2 separate regions of the Ovis aries genome follow, and region 2 is linked to region 1. Evidence: chromatin contacts called from public Hi-C data. All regions are on one chromosome and are shown on one strand. The core of a region is the stretch at or near the end of the contact, and the rest is flanking DNA. Distances in the headings are between cores, read along the strand shown. Region 1 overlaps CAB39L (calcium binding protein 39 like). Region 2 holds the start of ARL11 (ADP ribosylation factor like GTPase 11).

Region 1 (5,397 bases), core at 1,050-3,549:
GTCAGGCCTCCTGGCTGGGCCTGTTGTCGGGGTCCAGCCCCCCCGCCCCGGCCCCGGGGACCCTCTCCTTCAGCTGCTCCAAATCTGGGCTCAGCCAAGGCAGCTCTACAGTGAATTGCACCATCCTGCAGTCGACCATAGGCTTCCCAGGTGGCGCCAGTGGTAAAGAACCCACCTCCCAATGCAGGAGACACAGGAGACACGGGTTTTGGTCCCTGGGTCGGAAGATCCCCTGGAGGAGGGCATGGCAACCCATGCCAGTATTCTTGCCTGGAGAATCTCATGGACAGAGGAGCCTGGTGGGCTACAGTCCATGGGGTCGCAAAGAGTCAGACAGGACTGAGCAACTGACACTTTCACTTTCTTTTTTCAGAGGCAAGAGATTGCTCCAAAGGATCCAGAAGTTCAGGATGGAATCTCTTGTCCCACGTGTAGATCTAATGCCTTCTTCCAAGATCAGACAACCACGTGGAGCAAAGCTACCCCCTGAAGTGAAGCTAGCTTTTGAAATCTTCCTGCTGAGTTCTCCTTCAGCAGGATTTCCTCTTTTCCTTGGGGGCCATGATGAAGGATGTGTCTGTCCTGGGGGTGGAGCTAAAGAGCAGGCTTGGAGGGAGACGGCCCAGGCGTGCAGCCTGGACTCTGGGGTCAGACCTGGCCCTCAATCCTGGCTCTGCTGCCAGCTGTTTGATCGGGTGAAGTTACTCACCCTTTCTGTGAGTCAGTGCTTTCCTCCATCACCTCTGGGACTGATACAAAGGTGTGTCTGAAGAGGCTTAGCGTCAGCTAGGCTGCTCATTTTGCTGTACTTTGCTTTCATTAGGTAGTCATGTACTAACACTTTCTTTTTAAAATAACTTTTTTAGTATTTTTATTTTTTAATTTTTTGGCCACCCCAAATGGCATATGGGATCTTAGTTCCCCAACCAGGGGTCAAACCCACGCCCCTGGAACTGGAAGCACAGCCTTAACCACTGGACCGCCGAGGAAGCCCCATACCAGCACTTTCTGTACGTCAGAAATAAAATCACGGGCTTCCCTAGTGGCTCAGGGTGGGAAAGAATCAGCCTGCCAATGCAGTTGATCCCTGGTCTGGGAAGATCCCACGTGCCACAGACCAACTAAGCCTGAGTGCCCCAGCTGTTGAGCCTTTGGTCCACATGAGCCGCCGCAGTGGGAAGCCCGCACACTGAAACTAGAGTAGCCCCCGCCTGCAGCAACCAGAGAAAGCCTGCTTGCAGCGACAAGGACCCAGCACAGCCAAAAATAAATTATGTAAAAAAAAAAACCACCCAAAATACAAAATCACACCTGTGTTCACAGCCATCTTCTGTCTTTTCAATCTTCTTAGGAAGACTAAGTCTAGCTTTTCCAGGTCTTTCTGTTTCGGGCTTTATCTAATTATGGGCCCTCATTAAAATAGCCCAAACCTTCCTGAAAGAACAGGCATGAAAAGATGGTGGTGATTCACCCATACATGCAATATTCTTTTGGATAACACAGAAAAAAAGTAAAAGATATAAATCTCAAGTGCCTCTAAGACTAGAAAGACCCGTCGAGTTACTTTAAAACAGCCATCATTTCATATTTTAAAAATCCTAGTGATTTTTGAATTTCATTTTCCTTCACATGATTCCAGTCACTTTCAGGTCGTATGTCGTTTCCAGATCGCACCGTGGCTCAGAGCAGCTGAGTGTCACATGGACCAGCAAGTGCGGTTGCTGACAGAGGCATTGGGAAGCTCGCTGCCCACCCCCCTCCAGGAGGTACTGCTCCCCAGAGCCTCCCAAAGACGGGCAGCCACAGAGGCTGGCTGGCAGAATGGTTGCTCAAAGACCGCGTGCCTCTTGGCCTTTCCTCCCACGGTAATAATCCTAAAATTTGGGCAAACGCCTGGCTTGAGCCAGAGCCCCGTCCAAAAACAATATGAACTCTATCCATCCTGGCTTCATTCTGGAGCCTTCACCCCTGGGAGCCTGCCAGGCGGCAGTGGGGGAGGGCACAGCGTGAGTCCAGACCCCCAGGCCCGCCCCTCCTTCACAGCCCTGGGGATGAAAAAAAGCATAAGAGTAGGAGTTTGGCCTCTGGCCACCGTGGCTTTGTTCCCCAGCTCTGGTCCATGTTGTCTGGGGTAAACTCCTTAGCGCCTTGGTTTCCTCAAATATAAAATGGGAATGACTCTGGCTGTAGTGAAGCACCCGTGAAATGTCTACTGCCTGACAGGCAGCCCTTGGTCAAGGGCAGTGAGCCTCACAGGGCGGGGGGACGTGGGGCCTCCCGGCAGCCGGTGCTTTCCCTGTTTGGAGCGGTGACAAGAACACAGGGGCGGGACACGCAGAGAGAAACGAAACCAACCAAGGAGTATGTGGCACCTTTTCATTTAGTCAGTCTTTATTTAAATGTGTGCTTTTGAAATGGCTTATTAAATATGACCTTTTTGAAACTCAAATCTCACAATATTTACAGTGACTTTTATGCAAACATACTTTAACTGTGAGCTTTTGGCTCCCTCTTTCTCACGTTAACAATTTACAAATTTGTATCACAGCAAAACCCCAGCTACTTCATTTATTACGGGGGTTTGCTAGGAATGAGCTAATTCAAGCTCAGGGGAAATAAAATATGTTTTACTTATCAAAAAAGAACTCTAACAAGGCTTTGCTTTCCACTTGTCCACATGACGTGTGGGACAGTATTTAAGCAAAGAAATAAATTTCCAATAGTCATTGCTGCGCCTTCTTTCTTTCTTCCTTTTTTTTTTTTTTTTTAATATTTATACTCATCTCTTTTAAACAAACAAAACCAGAAAAGTCAGATTCGAAGAGACTCTGGACTGTCAGGGAATGTTATAAAAATAATCTGACCTCAGCAATGCAAGATTGAAGGCCATCAGATGGTCCAGCACTGGTCAGTGCTGCTACAAGAATCTCCAGCAGATCCAATAGCATCTGCCTCAGAATTCAACGCTGGGGCTGGGGGCGAGGATAAACGCAGCCAAGAAGGATGAAACCACGCCAGGTAATGCTTCAGATGCTAAATCTACAAGAGTGTGGATCCTGGAGAGGGATCTTCCCCTCTCTGGCTGGAGAAATATCTGGTTCAAGAACATAGTACCCTATATTGTAAAAAGTGAAGATTCCTATGGAAGGCACTAATTCATGATCTGGAAACAAGAATCATTAAAAAAAAAGTACAGACTAACAATTGTACTTTTAATGTCTTGTAAATATAGCTTTAAAATTCCATTTTGTACACTTGATGTCTGAAAACAAACCGTGACCTTTATTTTAAAACACACAAATTAATTCCTAAATCATCCTAGTATGCAAGAGAGTACTTGAGACCAACATTTTCACAGAAACCTTTTCAGTGAAGAATCTGATGTGAAATTACCATGACAGATCAGAAATTAGAGTGAAATTTGCTTTAGTCCTTTGAGGACGTTTCATGCGTGTAATCATTTGCCCTCCCAACTGCAGTGTTCCCTTATGTATAAGTGGTCTAAAGCCCTGTGTGACCTCTGGACCTGTGGTTTTACACACACTAGGCATCTCGATGCAATGATTCTTACTCTGAAAAACACTTTCACCACAAAACTTCTTTCCCAAATTAAGAAGTATGAATGAAATATCCCAAATATTCACTAACCCTATAGAAGTCTGTGAAACAGCAATTACTTCTGCTAGAGTTGTGGTTCTTAACCATCGGTTACAAGTGTTCAAGTGAGCAGATCCTACCCCAGTGGGTCCTCCATGCCTGTGATCCTTGTTAGACCATCCTGTTTATACCTAGTTGGTTCCATACTAATCTGGTCAGAGTAGGGTGTATGTGTGTGTGTGTGTACCATGAGTCAGGTGTGCAGAGGAGATTCATTGAGATGGAATGTGGGGTCATAAGCAGAAAGGAGGGTAGCCGTTTCCTAGGAAGCTACGAATGAATGATTATGGTTAATAGATGTGGGCAGGGAATAGAATATGGAATGGCTGAAAATACTGGATCTTATTTTCTTAGTGCCTTAAGAAATTTGTGGGCAAATGGGCAGATAGGCAAAACAGTTTTGTGTCTCTTGCCCCAACTCCCAATTCTCCTCTGAGAATTTAATCCTCCTTGAGGACTGGGTGACATCCACCCTTCGAGTTCCCAGCACTTGGTGGCTCGTGGTGACTGAGGGCTCATCTGCAAGCCCACAGCCTTGCTGCCTTCCATTAAGAAAGTGTTAAAGTTGCTTTCATCAATTCCCCAATACGATGGCTCTGATTTCATATAAATAATCACAGGTTACAATGAATATATTATTCTAAATTAATTTTTTTCATTCAAATGATTATATCCCACCTACCCTGAATGACAGATTGAGGAAAAGCAGGCACCTCCACAGCCTTCCCAAGAATGGCTACTTTCTGAAATGACACTTGTCACACGAACGGAATAAACGAGACGGCGACGGTGGCAGGAATCTCGGTGGGGCTTTAAGGGGCCGCCTTCTTCAAGTCACGGATCTGTTTAATCAGGTAGTTCTTCTCATCGGTGAACTGCTCATCGTCGGTCCTTTCCTTTTGGAAGTTGCTCAGAAACTCGATGAGTTTGGGTTGGTTTTTCAGAAGAATCTCCACAATAGGCTGTGTTTTGTGAGGACTGGCCACAAACACCTGAAACATGGGGAAACACACACCCAGGTCAAGGGGGGCACACCTGGAAACCACGGGTCCCTCCCGCGTCTCATCTGTTACTTGAGTTATTGAACACAGAAAGCCTGAGATTTTACTCCCTTTCAGAAGAAAATTACGGTGTAGGTGGAATGAGAGTCCATGAATCAGATTTTCTCTTTCTTTTTTGGTGGATTGTATGTTCCTTGGATTTTGTCCATTTCATCTAGGTTACCTAATTTATTGATGTACAATTATTTGTAGTATTCTCTTGTGATCTTTTATTTCTTTAAGGAAGTTGAATCAGGAACCAAAAACCTCTCAACAAAAGTCCAGACAGAACCAGATGATTTCACAGTAAATTCTATACATTTTAAAAGAAACATCGACACAAATCTACTTCAAATTGTTCCAGAAAATAAAAGAGAAGGGAATAATTCCTAACTCGTTATATGAGGTTAGCATCACCCTGTTACCAAAGCCAGACAAAACTACCACAAGAAAACTACAGATCAATATCCTTTATGAATGAAGATACAAAAATCCTCAACAAAAGACAAGCAAATGAAGTCCAGAATAATATTAAAAGGATTACACACTATGACCAATTGGGAGTTATCCCAGAAATACAAGCATCCTCAACATAATGAAATCAATCAATGTAATACACCACATGTACTGGACTGAACTGCATCCTCTCAAAAGATGAATGTTCAAGCTCTAACCCTCGGTACCTGTGAATACGACTTTA
Region 2 (5,397 bases), core at 2,002-4,501, 250 kb after region 1:
ACACTCTCCAGTTCAGGAAATGTGGCTGATTGAATAGCAGCTGCTGCCAACGACCTACTTTGCATATTAAAACAACCTTAGAAGAAAAGCAGCAAAACCTCCCTGTTTGGACCAAGGCTGAAGCTCACCACATGCATCTCTCTTGGCCTCCATATTAGCCTTCCTGTGTATTTTCACAAGGCAGCCTCTGGCCACTGTATCTTTTCCCCCTTAAGTGTCAGGAAACTTCCTGCAAATATTGTAAAAGCAGAAGCTGAAGGAGCTTGAGTGCGAAGCTAACATTCTTCGGATCTTTCTCACAGTTTCAAAAAGCAGATCACCCACTGCTGTTTCCTTTTCCTGTGTGTTTTTTAAGTGACAAAGATCCACTGCCAAGATACTATTTCTGTTCAGAGCTAGTGAGAGAGAGCAAAGAGAGACAGGCACAAAAATTTCCCCCAGCTCCACCACGGTGGAGAGATGGTGTTTTCAGTAAAATGGAAACTAGAAACATGGAAAAGGTCTGGAAGATGAGCTGTGCTGTAAATGTAAAACACAAGTCAGCCAAAGTGATAACTCGAAGTACTATTTGTAATGCTAAATACAGACATTTAAAGAGTCTACAATATTATACTCTATATCTAATTCTATTACGTGATATCCTAGTCTCCATAAGCATGAGTAATGTTGACCTCTCCCATTCATAAAGCATGCAGGTGCATTTTTAAAGATTTACTTTTTTTAATTGGGGAATTCTTTGGCAGTCCAGTGGTTAGGATGCTTTCACTCCCAAGGGCCCGGATTTGATCCCTGGTCAGGAAACCAAGATTCCACATGCTGAGCAGTAAAGCCCAAAAAAAGAAACAACAAAACCTGATAGACTATACAGAGCACTGCTCATAGCTGCTCAATAAAGCGTTGCATTGAACCTGTTATGTGGCGATGGGAGAGGAACGTGGGGGAGAATGGATACACGTATATATGTGGCTGAGTTCCTTTGCTGTCCACCTGAAACCATCACAACATTGTTAACCACCTACATGCCAAGGTAAAATAAAAAGTTTAAAAAATCGCATCATATTTATAGACTATTAAAGCAGAATGAAATTTAGAGATGACCTATCCTACCTTTTTGCTTTACAGATTAGAAAACTGGGGTTCAGAAAGATTAAATAACTGACCCAAGGCAGCACAGATAAGAAGCAGCAGATCTGGGCCTCGAATTCCGATCTCTAGTTCCTCAATCTGCCTTCTTCCTATTCTATGATGTTGCCTCACGATTCCAGGCTCACTCTTCTGCTCGCTCTCATTTGCTAGACAGCAAGCAAGAATTACTGCAGCATTTCCTCTGATTTCTTATCTTTGGACTTGACAACCGAGCTACCTAAGCAACCAAGTATGAACACTGGGGACATCCCTCCCCAATCCGCATCCCCCCGCCCCCCGCCCCGGCCACACACACACACACGCACACTGTTAATTCTCATTAGGACAATCTTGGAAGAAAGCATGCGCTGTAAGAAGACACCCTTCTACCATGGAATGCTGGGGCAATACAGTAGATGCTGCTGGTCACCGAACACTATTCTCACTTCCTTCTTGCTTAGAATAGTGCAACTTTATTCAGCTGTTGAGAAACAGACAGTATGTTCAGAGGTGAACCCTGCCTGGCCAAACCAAGTCATTTCATTCTCTCGGACAATGAGATATTAGAACTGACTGGGAGGCTTTGGGGGAGTATTTCCTTCCTGATAAAGGGAAGGTGTGGTACCCCTTACCACACACACACAGCCCACGCAAGACTGCGGGAGCCACAACCACAGACTCACAAAAGAACAAAGCAACAGTAACCTCAACAGCACAGTGCTGCCTAGGTTTCTGGTTTTTCCCAGTTGCTTCCTCCTGTTAAACATAGCAACCTGATGGTATCAGTCATCACAATAAGACGCTTGCCATTTACAAAGCACTTCCTTGGTGAGTAACACGGCGTGATAAAAGAGAAAGAGATGAATTATAAACCTCAGCAAGATCGTGAGCGAATTATTTATCCCGTCTGAGCCTGTTTCTTCATTGGTAAGATGAGAGAATCACAAACCTCAGCTTGGTTCCTGACATTTTAATGAAAGAATGTGCCGGAAAGCGGAGTTGTCACCCATTATGAGAGCCAAACCACTGACGCTCCAGATCCAAATCAGGATCTGCTGCAGAAGCAAGGGCTTCTGACTGGCCAATGTTTTGAAAATTCTATTTTTCGGGGCCATCATTTCTACTGGGAAAAATATAGTGACACTGTTCAGGAAAAAAAAATTAACAAAGCTGCTTAATCGTCCTTAATTTTAACTACATTAACACAGCTTTATAATTTTTAAATAAAAATTTAAACTTCTAATTTTAACATAATAGTAGTAGTTCAGTCACTGAGTCATGTCTGACTCTTTGCGACCCTATGGACTGCAGCACACCAGGCTTCCCTGTCCGTCATCAACTCAACTCATTTATAGATATATACGCATATATATATGGTGGCCCAGATAGTAAAGAATCTGCCCCCAATGCAGGAGACTTGGGTTTAACCCCTGGATTAAACCTGGAGAAGGGAATGGCAACCCACTCCAGGATCCTTGCCTGGAGAATTCCATGAACAGAGGAGCCTGGTGGGCTACAGTCCATGGGGTTGCAAAGAGTCAGACACAGCTAAGTGACTAAACACTTTTACACTTTCACATATAAGGTAAGCCATAAAATTATATATCTATAATAATTATATATAATTATATATATAATTTTATATTATATATATTTAAATATATATATTATATATATATTGGTTTACTTTCAACACTTTAGGCCTAATTTTTAAGACTGTTTAATCCTACTTAGGCAGTTCTTAAGCACATATGGTTCCAAGCAAACGAAAGAATCTCCAGGCACCAGAAACACAGGGAGGCATGAGCTGAAAGAAAAGGTCCAGTTCTCAGCTTTCTGCTTGGAGGGGATCTGAGATCCTGGGAGGAAGAGCAGGAGAGAAGCAGCTGAACACGACCCGGTTCCGAGCCAGGCGCCCGCCCTCCTGCCTACGGAGTCTGAGCTGCAGAGACCCAGGAGCTGCGCCGAGGCTCCTAGGGCAGAGCGGAAGGGCAAAGGGCATCCTGGCGGCACCAGGGTGTCTTCTCCCGGAGCCCCGGCGGCGCCGGGGGAGGGGCTCAGAGCCGGCCCCGCCCCCGACCCGCCCGGGAGGGAAGCAGAAAAAGGGGAACCGGCCCCATCCTCTCACACTATACTGGATTCTCAGGACTGAAAGCCGCTGCCCTGGGAGGACCACACAGACGGGCAGCCTCGGTAACTCTTAACTTGGTAGTAACTCCCTAGTAACTCTGAGGTAATTGTCATTTTTACGCTTCTACCCCTGGCCTGAGGATTGAACAGAGGGCGTCTCATTTTCCTCCACGGGGCAGCTGAAATCTATTCCTGGGCCTGAGATGTCCCTTCCCCTGTTCCAGCCAAGGTTTCTTGGGACTTAACGTGGGGACAGGTCTTGGTCTTAACACTTGAGATTCTTCAAAAACGTGTGTAATGTTCTGGAGGTGATTTATGTCGGTAAGCCACTGGAGGAAACCACTTTGCTCTGACTGGTTCCTTTGCCTGCAGTCAGCAGGATTTATAAATAGGCATGGTTAAAGGGGTGGCAGCCTGGTCCTGGGTGGGGCAGGGGCGGGGTGGTTCCAAAGGCTGCAGAAGTCACCACTAACCCCCTGCCCACTTCTCTCAGTGCACTGACCCCAAAATAACTTCCCCTTGGGGTTTAGGCTTCCAGGTGGACACCAGAGGCTCGAAGCCACGGAACGGCAAGAATCGAAGACATCCTTCAGTCACTTCTGCTCAACCAGGTTTGTCTAGCAGAAGTGGGTTGTACCTCCTTGCCTTAACTACCAAGGAATGGGAGCTGACGTTCCATGTCTTCACGGGGAGACCCTGGTCTCTTCTCTGCAGCAGGCACCCCTCCCCCCCGACCCCCAGAAATAGGTCAGCTGATGCTGACTCACACAGCCCTTCTTCCCTGCCCTTTCAAAGCCCAGACCTGGGTTTGAAAGCTGACACTGTGGACATTACCTTGGGTGTAGAAGCCCTTCTCCCATGGCCCACACGGATTTGTCTTCCTCCCGACGAGTGCACCTGGCCTTTCTTCCCTAGGGTCTGGCAGTGGCCCCCCATGGGGTCTGTGAGTTCTCGAAGTCACACGACAGAAGCCCAGGTGGTGATGATGGGCCTGGACTCGGCCGGCAAGACCACACTCCTGTACAAACTGAAGGGCCACCAGCGGGTGGAGACCCTGCCCACCGTGGGTTTCAATGTGGAGCCCCTCGAGGCCCCTGGGCAGGCATGCCTCACCATCTGGGACGTCGGGGGCCAGAGCCCGCTCAGGGCCAGCTGGAAGGACTACCTGGAGGGCACGGCCGTCCTTGTGTTTGTGCTGGACAGCACAGACGACGCCCGCTTGCCCGAGGCAGTGGCTGAGCTCACGGAGGTCTTGGAGGACCCCCACCTGGATGGCGTCCCCCTCCTGGTGCTGGCCAACAAGCAGGAGGCACCCCACGCCCTGCCATTGCCCGAGATCCGAGACAGGCTAGGCCTGCAGAGGTTCCCGGGGCTCTGCTGGGAGCTGCGGGCCTGCAGTGCCCTCACCGGTGAGGGGCTGCCTGAGGCCCTGGGGAGCCTGAGGCGTCTCCTGAGCTACCGCAGCCCCCCGAGTCTCTAGGTGAGTGCAGGGGGCGGCTGTCGGGAAACCTGAGAGCCTCAATCTCGGCAGAGCAGCCTGTCTTCTCTGCTCTTACAGACTGGAACACCAGCTAATCCTGGAGGGTTCTGTTTATTAAACAAGGAACCCTCCTAGGCTCAGACACAATGTGTAAGTCTTGGGACTTATTGCCACCGGTGTTGCTGTTGCAAATCAGCTACTCTTGGAATAATGAATACTCTAAGTGTTCCAGGTGGTTCAGCAGCAAAGCATCTGCCTGCAGTGTAGGAGACGTGGGTTTGATCCCTGGGTCATGAAGATCCCCTGGAGAAGGGAGTGGCAGCCCACTCCAGTATTCTTGCCTGGAGAATCCTGTGGACAGAGGAGCCTGGCGGTCTACAAGTCCATGGGCTCGCAAGAGAATCGGACATGACTTACCGACTAAACAACAAAGAAAGAAAAATACCTCAACAGAATTTGTTTAGTAACTCATCATTACCGCGTGTGAACTGAGAAACTGTAATAACAGAACAAGTAGCTGCCGAATAATTAAGACCTAAATTCACAGAGGGAAAGAGGTTTCAAAATCAGATCAGAATATCAGACTTGGATGTGTTCACGATCTTATGAGTGATTGTCCTTAGTAGCCCCCTAAATTGCAAGCAGTCAGGGCCAGCAGGGTC

The links. A called contact is a pair of places that touch in the nucleus more often than the background predicts.
Region 2: a Hi-C map of tail adipose tissue shows a contact between it and region 1, with 6 times the contacts expected there. The contact joins the promoter of ARL11 here to the enhancer-like site in region 1. A contact is called at or near these places in 9 of 16 Hi-C or Micro-C datasets (blood, hypothalamus, liver and 3 more).

What each region holds. Positions count from the first base shown.
Region 1 is chr10:19,253,277-19,258,673 of ARS-UI_Ramb_v3.0, forward strand. It overlaps CAB39L (calcium binding protein 39 like), which reads right to left. Exons shown (of 10, transcript XM_060394366.1): 10 at 2,363-4,649. The coding sequence ends at 4,470. Among named protein-coding and RNA genes, the nearest start is that of CDADC1, 54 kb to the left of the region's middle. Within about 2 kb of position 2,300, at least 25 of the 54 cell types and tissues checked have an H3K27ac peak or open chromatin away from gene starts, as enhancers often do. A contact at or near this core is called in liver, muscle and tail adipose tissue, where this site is marked.
Region 2 is chr10:19,507,065-19,512,461 of ARS-UI_Ramb_v3.0, forward strand. ARL11 (ADP ribosylation factor like GTPase 11) reads left to right here and starts at 3,252. Exons shown (of 3, transcript XM_012184473.4): 1 at 3,252-3,358; 2 at 3,786-3,866; 3 at 4,171-5,397. The coding sequence starts at 4,190. The coding sequence ends at 4,735.